Linked DNA regions of Mus musculus: region 1 is linked to region 2. Evidence: chromatin contacts called from public Hi-C data. All regions are on one chromosome and are shown on one strand. The core of a region is the stretch at or near the end of the contact, and the rest is flanking DNA. Distances in the headings are between cores, read along the strand shown.

The links. A called contact is a pair of places that touch in the nucleus more often than the background predicts.
Region 1: a contact with region 2 is called in a Hi-C map of the N1E-115 cell line, with 2.4 times the contacts expected there. The contact joins two enhancer-like sites. A contact is called at or near these places in 1 of 39 promoter capture datasets (hippocampal neurons), 1 of 15 datasets of contacts at CTCF or cohesin (large pre-B cells), 8 of 484 Hi-C or Micro-C datasets (B cells, the N1E-115 cell line, Th17 cells and 4 more), 3 of 115 datasets of contacts at active chromatin or transcription factors (acute myeloid leukemia, astrocytes and double positive thymocytes) and 1 of 9 other capture datasets (embryonic stem cells).

What each region holds. Positions count from the first base shown.
Region 1 is chr15:84,369,075-84,374,811 of GRCm38.p6, reverse strand. No RefSeq gene overlaps it. Among named protein-coding and RNA genes, the nearest start is that of Parvg, 47 kb to the right of the region's middle. Within about 2 kb of position 1,856, at least 4 of the 459 cell types and tissues checked have an H3K27ac peak or open chromatin away from gene starts, as enhancers often do. A contact at or near this core is called in the N1E-115 cell line, where this site is marked.
Region 2 is chr15:84,297,123-84,302,370 of GRCm38.p6, reverse strand. It overlaps Parvb (parvin, beta), which reads right to left. Exons shown (of 13, transcript NM_133167.3): 8 at 4,386-4,405. Among named protein-coding and RNA genes, the nearest start is that of Gm22890, 24 kb to the left of the region's middle. Within about 2 kb of position 3,195, at least 87 of the 459 cell types and tissues checked have an H3K27ac peak or open chromatin away from gene starts, as enhancers often do. A contact at or near this core is called in the N1E-115 cell line, where this site is marked.

The sequences.
Region 1 (5,737 bases), core at 607-3,106, 74 kb before region 2:
TCTAGTGCACACACACACACACACACACACACACACACTTACATGTAATTAAAATTTTTTAAAAATCAATCTTTAAAAACTGAACATGGGGGCTGGAGAGATAGCTCAGTGGCTAAGAGTACTGGCTGCTCTTCCAGAGGTCCTGAGTTCAATTCCCAGCACATACATGGTGGCTCACGATCATCTGTAATGAGATCCAATGCCCTCTTCTGGTGTCTGAAGACAACGACAGTATACCCATATACATAAAACTAATAAATAATTCTTTTTAAAAATTGAACTTATTACTTATATACTGGTACATAGCCCAGAAGTCATGCCCCAGGTACTTGTTCCAGATAATTCAAAACTAAAATCCACATAAAAACCCGCACTGCTCACAGTGGCTACACTGATAAGAGCATCAGACTGGAAGCAGAGTTTCTTCTCTGGGCCAGTGACTAGACAAACTGTGGTACATCTACCCTGTGGAATACTAGATAGCAATAAAAATGAACTGCTTATATAGAGAGAGATCTGAGAATTTGTGTTTGGAGGCAAAAAGCTATATACTGTAATATACTGTATATTATATATAAGTTATATACTGTATAGTTCCACTTCTATGACATGCTTAAAGTTTCTCAAAGATATGGTGAACATATTAATGATTGCCAGGGGTCAAGGAGATGGGGGGGATAGGAGGGAAGAGGGGGTGGTTATGAGAGAGGACAGAAGGAGTAGGTCAGGCAAAATGCACATGCCCTTAGTCCCAGCATTCAAGAGACAGAGGCAGGAGGATCTCCATATGTTCAAGGCCAACCTGGTCAACATAGACCTATTTCAAAACAAACAACAGAGAATACAAGAGCACATAATTAAAATATTTAAGCCTGAGCCCTACAGCGATCACATTAAACACTTGTGAATGAAGACCTCTAAGTGAAACATGTCTCTACACGTGTACTGTGACATGTACACACATGTACACGTGTATGTGACATGTATACACATGCACACATGTGCATGCTAGACAATAAATAAATGAAAATATTGCTTTTAAAACCATGTGTTTATAAAAGATATTCATGGCATGAGCCTAGAGGCGGGATATGAAAATTAAAGGAGGGAGAATATATTGTGCTCACTAACCCAAACCAGCAAACCAACCAGAGCCTGTCTGTATTAATGAAGTTGGGGACAAGAAAAGGAGAAGGGAGTGGAAAACAAAGGGAGGGGAGGTGAAAGGGGGAGGGGTGGGGGAGAGGGTCCGAATGACTAAGAAACAGACACAGCTCAGGAGCCAGCAACTGTGTCCAAATGGATGCTGGCGTTTAGCTGCCTGAAAACTAATGAGCAAACCACACCTCCCACAAATTAAAAATAGATTGGTAAGAGAGACACAGAAGGAAAAGAGCAATAATGATAAACAGCCAAGGGGGAGAAGCTAAATAACGCGGAGGGCTGCTATCGTTCCCCAGCAAGACACTTCAGGGTAAAATAAGAAGCATACAGAGTCTCAGGAGCAGGCGTTTGAAAAACACCATTATAGGTGACACAGGCATCAACAGATGCGAGACAACCTGGCTGGGTGGACCTGAGTTCCCGGGACTCACACAGAGGGACACGGGGCCCAGCTCAACAGCACTGAGAGGCAGGTCCTGTCAGGAAAGAGGTTGTGATGTGCATTTCCGATGAATGGGAGTTAGAGATCTGGTAAATGACTTCCATGAAGCATCTGGCTCTATTCTGACATGTCCCTTTGACCTCTGACCCTTTCACTGTGTGAGCATGCAGCATGCTTTCCCAAAGAGCTGGCAACAAGGGTACCTCAGAGTCGAAGGGCGGCCCCACCCAGCACCACGCCCACAAGCACTTTGATCTTAGACTTCAAATCCAATTATGTAGTTAGCTCTTTAGTGTGGTAGCCAGTGTGTCAGCACTATACACTTTTTCCTATTTACTTATTCACTTTATATCCTGACCACAGCCCCACCTCTCCTTCCTCCCAATTCTCTTCGCACATAGCCCCTCCCTTTTCTCTTGTGAGAAGGAGGAGATTCCCCTGAGTACCATCCCACCCCAGCACATCAAATCACTGCAGGACTAGGCACATCCTTGCCCACTGAGGCCAAACAAGGAAGCCCAGTTAGGGGAGCAGGATCCATCTCAGGCAACAAAGTCAGGGACAGCCCCAACTCCTGTAGTTGGGGGACCACATGAAGACCAAGCTGCTCATCTGCTACATGTGTGTGGCCGTTCAGTCTCTGGGATCCCCCAAGGGTCCAGGTTAGTTGACTCTGTTGCTCTTCTTGTGAACAACCAAACATTAGACAGAGCTTGGTGGGTCGTGTGGAAGAGTTGGAGGAAGGATGGAGAACTCCATACATTTTTATTGTCCATAAATGCAGAAATGTTTGAAAGTAAAATGCCCCTGAGGGCTCCATGTTTGAACATTTAGTCCTGAGCTGCAGATTCGTTCCATCTGGGGAAGCTATGGTGCCTTTAGGTGGCAGGGTCATTCTGGAGGAGGTTGGTCTCCAGGGTTACAGCTTATCCCTGTTTCCAGCCTTCTGTCTCCTGTCCCGCTGAGATATCAGCCAACATCTGCAGTAAGCCCCCATCACCACAGAGAGCCCCCTGCTGCCATTTCCCCATCTTGGTGGACTGCACCACCTCAACCATGAGCCAAAATAAATCTCTCTTCTCAGACTTGCTGCCCGTGTTCGTTCACAGCGCAGAGAAGGCAGCCTACGTAAAGAAGTGATGCGGAGGAGCAGAGCTGCTGACGGACCTGGCCATGAGGTTCTTGGGCCTTTGAACTGGCTTGTGGAAGGAATGTGGAAGAGTCTGAAGCTCAGAGGTGGTGAAATCCTAGAATGGTTTGAGCAAAGATTAACATGTGGGAGTTTAGAACATCAGAATGCCAAGTAAAGTATAAGCAGTAAAGGCTTCAGATGTCCATGGTATGCGTTGTCACCGAAGGCCATGCTGAAGTTTGAATGCCCACGGTACCTGCTGCCACCAGAAACCATATGGAAGTCTGTGTGCTGCTGCTGTTGTGGAGAAGGCAGCTTCCCAAACTCATAGCTGAAAATGAGAGACATTGAAGGCTTCTGTGACAACCTTTGTTCCCACTACCTCTACCCCCAAAGAAACAGCCTATACAGGAATCTACTTTTATTTTTATCGTTTTTTCCTTTTTTTAAAAAATTAGGTATTTTCTTCATTTACATTTCCAATGCTATCCCAAAAGTCCCCCACACCCTCCCCCACCAATCCCCCCACACTTCACTTCTTGGCCCTGGCGTTCCCTGTACTGAGGCATATAAAGTTTGCATGACCAATGGGCCTCTCTTTCCAGTGATGGCCGACTAGGCCATCTTTTGATACATATGCAGCTAGAGACACGAGCTCCGGGGTACTGGTTAGTTCATAATGTTGTTCCACCTATAGGGTTGCAGATCCCTTTAGCTCCTTGGGTACTTTCTCTAGCTCCTTCATTAGGGGCCCTGTGTTCCATCCAATAGCTGACTGTGAGCATCCACTTCTGTGTTTGCTAGGCCCCGGGATAGTCTCACAAGAGACTGCTATATCAGGGTCCTTTCAGCAAAATCTTGCTAGTGTATGCAATGGTGTCAGCATTTGGAGGCTGATTATGGGATGGACCCCCAGGTATGGCAGTCTCTAGATGGTCCATCCTTTCATATCAGCTCCAAACTTTGTCTCTGTAACTCCTTCCATGGGTGTTTTGTTCCCAGTTCTAAGAAGGGGCAAAGTGTCCATACTTTGGTCTTCGTTCTTCTTGAGTTTCATGTGTTTCGCAAATTGTATCTTATATCTTGGGTATTCTAAGTTTCTGGGCTAATATCCACTTAGCAATGAGTACATATCATGTGAGTTCTTTTGTGATTGGGTTACCTCATTCAGGATGATGCCCTCCACGTTCATCCATTTGCCAGGTATTTCATAAATTCATTCTTTTTAATAGCTGAGTAGTACTCCATTGTGTAAATGTACCACATTTTCTGTATCCATTCCTTTGTTGAGGGGCATCTGGGTTCTTTCCAGCTTCTGGCTATTATAAATAAGGCTGCTATGAACATAGTGGAGCATGTGTCCTTCTTACCAGTTGGAACATCTTCAAGATATATGCCCAGGAGAGGTATTGCAGGATCCTCCAGTAGTACTATGTCCAATTTTCTGAGGAACCGCCAGACTGATTTCCAGAGGAATCTACTAAAGAGTATCCTTAAAAATTGTGATAAAGACCGGGCATGGTGGCACACTCCTTTAATCCCAGCACTTGGGAGGCAGAGGCAGGCAAATTTCTGAGTTCAAGACCAGCCTGCAGGCTTGTACAACCACTCTGGAAATCAGTCTGGTGGTTCCTCAGAAAATTGGACATAGTACTACCGGATGATCCAGCAATACCTCTCCTGGGCATATATCCAGAAGATGTTCCAACCGGTAAGAAGGATACATGCTCCACTATGTTCATAGCAGCCTTATTTATAATAGCCAGAAGCTGGAAAGGACCCAGATGCCCCTCAACAGAGGAATGGATACAGAAAATGTGGTATATTTACACAATGGAGTACTACTCAGCTATTAAAAAGAATGAATTTATGAAATTCCTAGCCAAATGGATGGACCTGGAGGGCATCATCCTGAGTGAGTTAACACATTCACAAAGGAACTCACACAATATGTACTCACTGATAAGTGGATATTAGCCCAAAACCTAGGATACCCAAGATATAAGATACAATTTGCTAAACACATGAAACTCAAGAAGAATGAAGACTGAAATGTGGACACTATGCCCCTCCTTAGAATTGGGAACAAAACACCCATGGAAGGAGTTACAGAGACAAAGTTTGGAGCTGATATGAAAGGATGGACCATCTAGAGATTGCCATATCCAGGGATCCACCCCATAATCAGCTTCCAAACGCTGACACCATTGCATACACCAGCAAGATTTTATCGAAAGGACCCAGATGTAGCTGTCTCTTGTGAGACTATGCCGGGGCCTAGCAAACACAGAAGTGGATGCTCACAGTCAGCTATTGGATGGAACACAGGGCCCCTAATGAAGGAGCTAGAGAAAGTACCCAAGGAGCTAAAGGGATCTGCAACCCTATAGGTGGAACAACATTATGAACTAACCAGTACCCCGGAGCTCTTGACTCTAGCTGCATATGTATCAAAAGATGGCCTAGTCGGCCATCACTGGAAAGAGAGGTCCATTGGACACGCCAACTGTATATGCCCCAGTACAGGGGAACGCCAGGGCCAAAAAAATGGGAATGGGTGGGTAGGGAAGTGGGGGGGGGGAGGGTATGGGGGACTTTTGGGATAGCATTGGAAATGTAATTGAGGAAAATATGTAATAAAAAATATTAAAAAAAAAAAAAAAGACCAGCCTGGTTTACAAAGTGAGTTCCAGGATAGCCAGGGCTACAGAGAAACCCTGTCTCGAAAAAACCAAACCAAAACAAACAAAAACCAAATTGTGATAAAGATGCTGAAGTGTAACTCTTCACAGCTGATAGCTTCTGATGGGGAGTTGGGGAAGGACTCAGCTATCTTTAAGGGGCTGGCCACTGGGAGTTTGACCATGCTCCAGTGAATATATGGACAACACAGACTTTCTTTCTCTCTTTCACTTCCTTCTTTCTTTCTTTCTTCCTTCCTTCCTTCCTTCCTTCCTTTCTTTCTTTCTTTCTTTCTTTCTTTCTTTCTTTCTTTCTTT
Region 2 (5,248 bases), core at 1,946-4,445:
GGCAAAGAGGAACACTGGAACCCCCAACCCCCCCCCCAACCACAATTGACACCTTCCAGCCCAACAGGGCTGACAAAGGAAAACAAATCCAAATATGAAAATGTGCCTGTGTCACTGGCTCAGGACACACATGCACTCCAAAGTGTCTGCGGGTGGCCTGGGACTCATTGTAACCGTGTGGCACACCCCTAGGGGCAAATTTAAGATGCTAATGAGACATGCTGACACATGAATTTGTGTGAACTACATGTGACAAATAGCACACACTCAGAAAAGCCTACTCTATTCAAATGAACCAAAATATCCTCACTATGCAAAGGAAGGGAAAGCCAGGCTCTAAGGTGAAAGCCCAGCTCTGCACTTGGGGGCGGCACATTCTCCCTCAGAAGTGGATGCTCCTTAGTCTGCTCTGGCTGCGACTGTGTGTCTCTGCTCTGCTCTTCGTTCAGGGACACAGGAACCTGGAATCCCTCTGGAGGTGCCCTCTGAACCCAAATGTCTGTTTACGTCTGTAAGACTGGGTGCACAGAAGTTGTTGGGATAGATGACTATAGCCCAGGTCAAGTAGAGGCCTGGGGGCTCTGGGGCCAACAGTGCTGCAGCGGGAGGGGAGGCACTGAGTGGGACCCGGGCCCTGACTTCTGTCTTCTTGGTTCTAGGGGTAAGGCACAGGGGGGCTTCCCCCACCTCAGGAGACAGGGGCTGCTGAGGAAGAGGAAGGAGGAGAGCAAAGAAGGCTGGGGTGAGCTGAGAGAGCCAGGGTTCTGGGGAGAAGAGCCAAACAGGACGGTCTAAAGTTAGCCCCCTACCAACCTAGCCCCAAGATGAAGGTGCCAGAGATTCCAGCCAGGCTCTGGAGGCAGCTCCATCCAACCTGGGGCCTCTTCCTCAGCCTTGGGGAAGGTGAGAGGCTAAACAGAGAGAAGGGACCTTTTGTGTCTGGGGGGAGGGGGGATGGTTAGGGAAGGGGGGAAAGGCAGTGCCTCCCTCTAAGGACTGGTGGGGACAAAAAGCCACCCTCAGTTAGCACCAGATGTCACTCACTTCCATAATCAGCTAAGTCAGATTATCCCCCAGAAAACAATCTGTAAAGGGGCAAAAGGAGCTTTACTCCTCTCAGAAGAAGTGCAGCCCTGCAAAGCGGCTTAGGCAAAGCCCCAAGAGCTCAGGCTCTTGACGTCACCGGTTTATTTAGCTGGGCCACTGCTGGGCTGGCAGAGTGCCGCGTGGGAGGCTGTTGGGCGCCTCCCACGCTGGCTGCTTACCTGGGGCCTAGAGGACACAAAATGTGGCTCCATAGCCAAGAGGAAGGACCAGGGATGGTGGGGACAGGGCAGAGCTGGGTTCAAATCCTCACTGTGTGACTAGAAAGCCCACAGACTTTAGGTCCCTTCCCTAGCTAAATGGAACCACATCTGTTCCCCACCGCCTCTGTGAGCATCAAGAATCAGGGTGGGGACACAGGGACAAGCCCAATTCCCATGTCTGGGGACCCCATCAATTTCCCTCCTGTACTGGAGAAGTCACTAGTTTGGAAAGGCACAGACAGGAGGGTCCCAGGTCTGTACCTGGAGCCTAACTCAGCCTCATTTAGAATAGGAAGGTTTTCCCTAATCTACATTTCCAACTCTTGAAAGCAGAGGCTGGGGCCACAGTGAGCTACAGGGCACCTGGCATCAAGGTGCCACCCCCAGGACAAGGATGGGGGGGGGCTCCTATTTTCCACAGTTCTCCTCCTATAACCTTCAGCTTCTGGGGTTTGAGCAACTCTGTCCGGCTGGTCTCTGGCAGCACCCAAGTTCGCAGCCATGGACAAGAGGTTGGAAGAAAGAGGCTTGCCGTCTGAGCCAGGCTGGCTGGAGAGATGAGAAGAGGAAGGGCATTGCAGCCAGAGAACATGCAAAGAGAAACACAGGGAGCCAGAGTGGATTCAAGAGCAGGGTGGTCTGGGAGGGAGGCTGACAGGAGCTGAGTCCTTTAGTGCAGTGGCCTTCGTGCACAATGACCAGGGGTGTGAACGTCAGGTCAGAGTTTTAATTTAACACAGGCTCTGCTGGGAAGGCAAATGGGAGAGATTGGGTCTCAGCAAACTGAGCCTGGAACTAGGAGGGGGACTCCACCCTTGCCCACCCAATCCTGTCAGCACCAGAAAGGGCTCCTGAGTCGGGGGTGGGGAGGGGGAACCAGGGAGGAAGGGCCACTAGCTAGAGAAAAGGCAACTGGCAAAGGCGTTGCTATGGAGATCAGGCTCTAACCTCCCAGCTCCCAGGAGACTGGTTTCCAGGGAGAGAAAAACCAGCTTATACTTCAGGCAGGACAAGACGCTGGTGGGAAGAGGCTGGGTACCCACCCCTCAACCTGCTGGCCTTAGGGAAGAGTGACCAGAGAGGAGACGCTCCACCTTTGCACAGCACTCGAAGGCCAAGGAGGCTGAGGGAACGGGTTCAAGCAAGACTCAGCCTAGGAGACTCAGCCTGCTCAGGTCTTGGAACCTCCTCACGCCTGACAGTGGTGCAGGGAGGGCTGCTGAGATCATACAGGCTTGGGGTGAGCGGCTGCCTCCAGGATACTTGGAGATCCCTGAACAAAGGAAAAGGCATGGGTGTGCCTACAAGCATAGCACTTGCACCAGTGTTCCGGGTCAAGGGGAGCACACACACAAACCCTGAGGCTCCTGGGAGCAGGGCTGGCTCCAGGTTTGTCAGATGGTTCTAGACATAACGAAGACAACCAGAGGGTAGTAGGGCGGGTGCATGCTGGTTTGTGACTGGGGATCCCTGGTGAGTGACAGTTGAGCCAATGCAGGAGGGAACCCTGGGTAATTTAGCAGGAGGGTGTCTTAGGCCGAGAGTAGTGGAAGTGGGGGTGGAGGGGGGGCAGGGTTAGACCTGGACACTCAGGAGGTGAGAGATCAAGGCCACAGGGGATGTGATGTCTGGAGCATCCTGGACTGTGGACAGGAAACAGACGTGACAAGGGATGCTTTGACCTTCCTCAGCAAAGCTTGTGCTGAAGCCAGAAAGTAGATGCTGGGTGGGAACCAGTGTGACCAGACCCTGGCGGGGCAGTGAGGTCAGAAGTGACCAGAAATCCTGGGATAGCCATCTGCTGCTCCCCCAAGAGGATGCCTGGGAGCCCAGGGGCTCACTGCACCAAAACCAAGGCTGTCAGCCGCGTAACCAGGAGACCTCCTTGCGTCAGCAGAAGTGCGAGGCGGGGGCGGAACTAATTGCCTGTCACTAGCTAATAGCCTGTTTCATCTTACGCCAGAGCCTGCAAGAAGTGAAGTGAGTACAGCCTCAGAGGAGGTTTCTTGTGGCCTCAGATGTCCCCAGCACCGTGACTGAGTTCTGGTGCACCTGGCTCTCCCCTTGGGAGACACACCCTGTGTACCTGACCAGGTGTCCTTCCCAGCTGTCAGGGCTCCCAAGATACCAACCGAGCCCAGGATTGCCTCCCTCTCCCCACGCCCCCAGCCAAGCCAACTCTTTTCAAATCCTCTGAACCTGAAACAGAGCCAACCCAAACTCATAAGTTACCACGCCACACTCTCAGGTCCCCATTCGTCATCCTCCCGCCTCTGCGATCCCCAGGGGTTCAGAGCCTCTAAACTATACATATCTCTAAACTAGCCTGCACCTGGACCCCAAGCAGGGGTCCCACATGACCCATGCTTGCCACCCCACTTCCCCTGGGAACTTTCCCAGCAAGCATAACACCTGTCCATCAGAAGGGCTCAGGGGCTACATGGCCACAGCTTTCTCTCAAACTCAAGACCTTCCTGACTGTCAGAACTGCTGCGTGCTGCATGCTGCATGCTCATCCTTCAGCATGCTGCATGCTCATCCTTCAGCATGCTGCATGCTCATCCTTCAGCCCTTCTTTACAACCTCCAGGTCAGAGAAGGGCATTGGGTTTTGGAGGTGGCACTGGCCCCGCCCCCAAGGATTCCCCAGGGTCAGACATGTATCTGGAAATGAGCTGGGAGCTTCTATCTGGCTTCCATTTTTCCTCAGCCTTCTCCACTTCCTTCTGTTTTAAACTTCTGCCCACATCAGCCTCCCTCCCAGCCCGCGCAGGGAGCCAGAATCACCTCTGAGAATTTAAACAAAGCTGTAGGTTTTTGATCTCTTTGTCTGTCCTCTCTTGCCCAGGGGACAGGGTCAGGTGAGAGAGTAATTACCTTCTTTTCTCCCCTCCCACTCCCTCCCCTGCAGGTAAGCTAGAGATGTTCTCCAGGCTGGCCCCTCTGTCCCTACAAGCTCACTCCTCCTGCCCAAGTTCACAAGATCACACGCATGACCTTGAGAACCGCAGAGCTTTCTGTGTTGGATGGTGCATACCCAGGGATCTCACCTTGTCCCACCCCAAACCAGGGTACTTACCAAACCGGCCCATCATGATCCTGTGAACAAGAAGAAAGGGTCAGATGGACACTTAGACCAAGTCTCAGAGCCAACCAGACCCTAGCACTCAGCCCCCTTCCCCCCACCCCCCAATAGGAATGGATACACATACACACACCCTGCTCTAGCCTAACAAAAGTGAGGGACACGTGCAGGCGACTAATCAGCACAAGAGTGACAGCAAACTACCCTCATTCCCAACACAGTGACCACCCTGGTGTATCATTTAGAGAGGACATCATTTGCATCGTGGGAACTGGGAGCCTGTTGATTCTGGCAGCCACGCCCAGCAGATAGAGCAGCGTTGCTCAACCTGTGGGCTGAGATCCTTTTAGGGGATTAAATGACCGTTTCCCCAGGATCACATATCAGATATCCTGCATCTGACATTTATATTATGATTCATGATAGTAGCAAAATTACAATCTTGAAGTAGCAACGAAAAATAGTTTTATGGTTGGGGGGGTCACTACAACATGAGGAACTGTATTAAAGGGTCTCGGCATTAGTGTGGTTGAGAACCACTGAGATAGAGGGCTAATGTGGAAGGAGTCTGGAACTTCCGGCTTGAAAAGCCATTTGAATGCTTAACGATAAATGAGCATTTGTGAGAACTTGGAAAACAGGCTGGAAGAACCTGGCTGGTGAAGTTTCAGAGGGGATTTTTAAGAGGCCTTCAAATACTCTATGGGGCTATTTATGCAATATTTTTAAAGTAATCCGTGACTCTGGTCAGCTGGGACCGAAGGATCAGCTGTGATAAACAGGACACCAACACCATTAAGGTGAAATCTGGGAAAATGTCTCCTCAAGGCCACAGACGCTGTGTTCCAGAGGCTGCC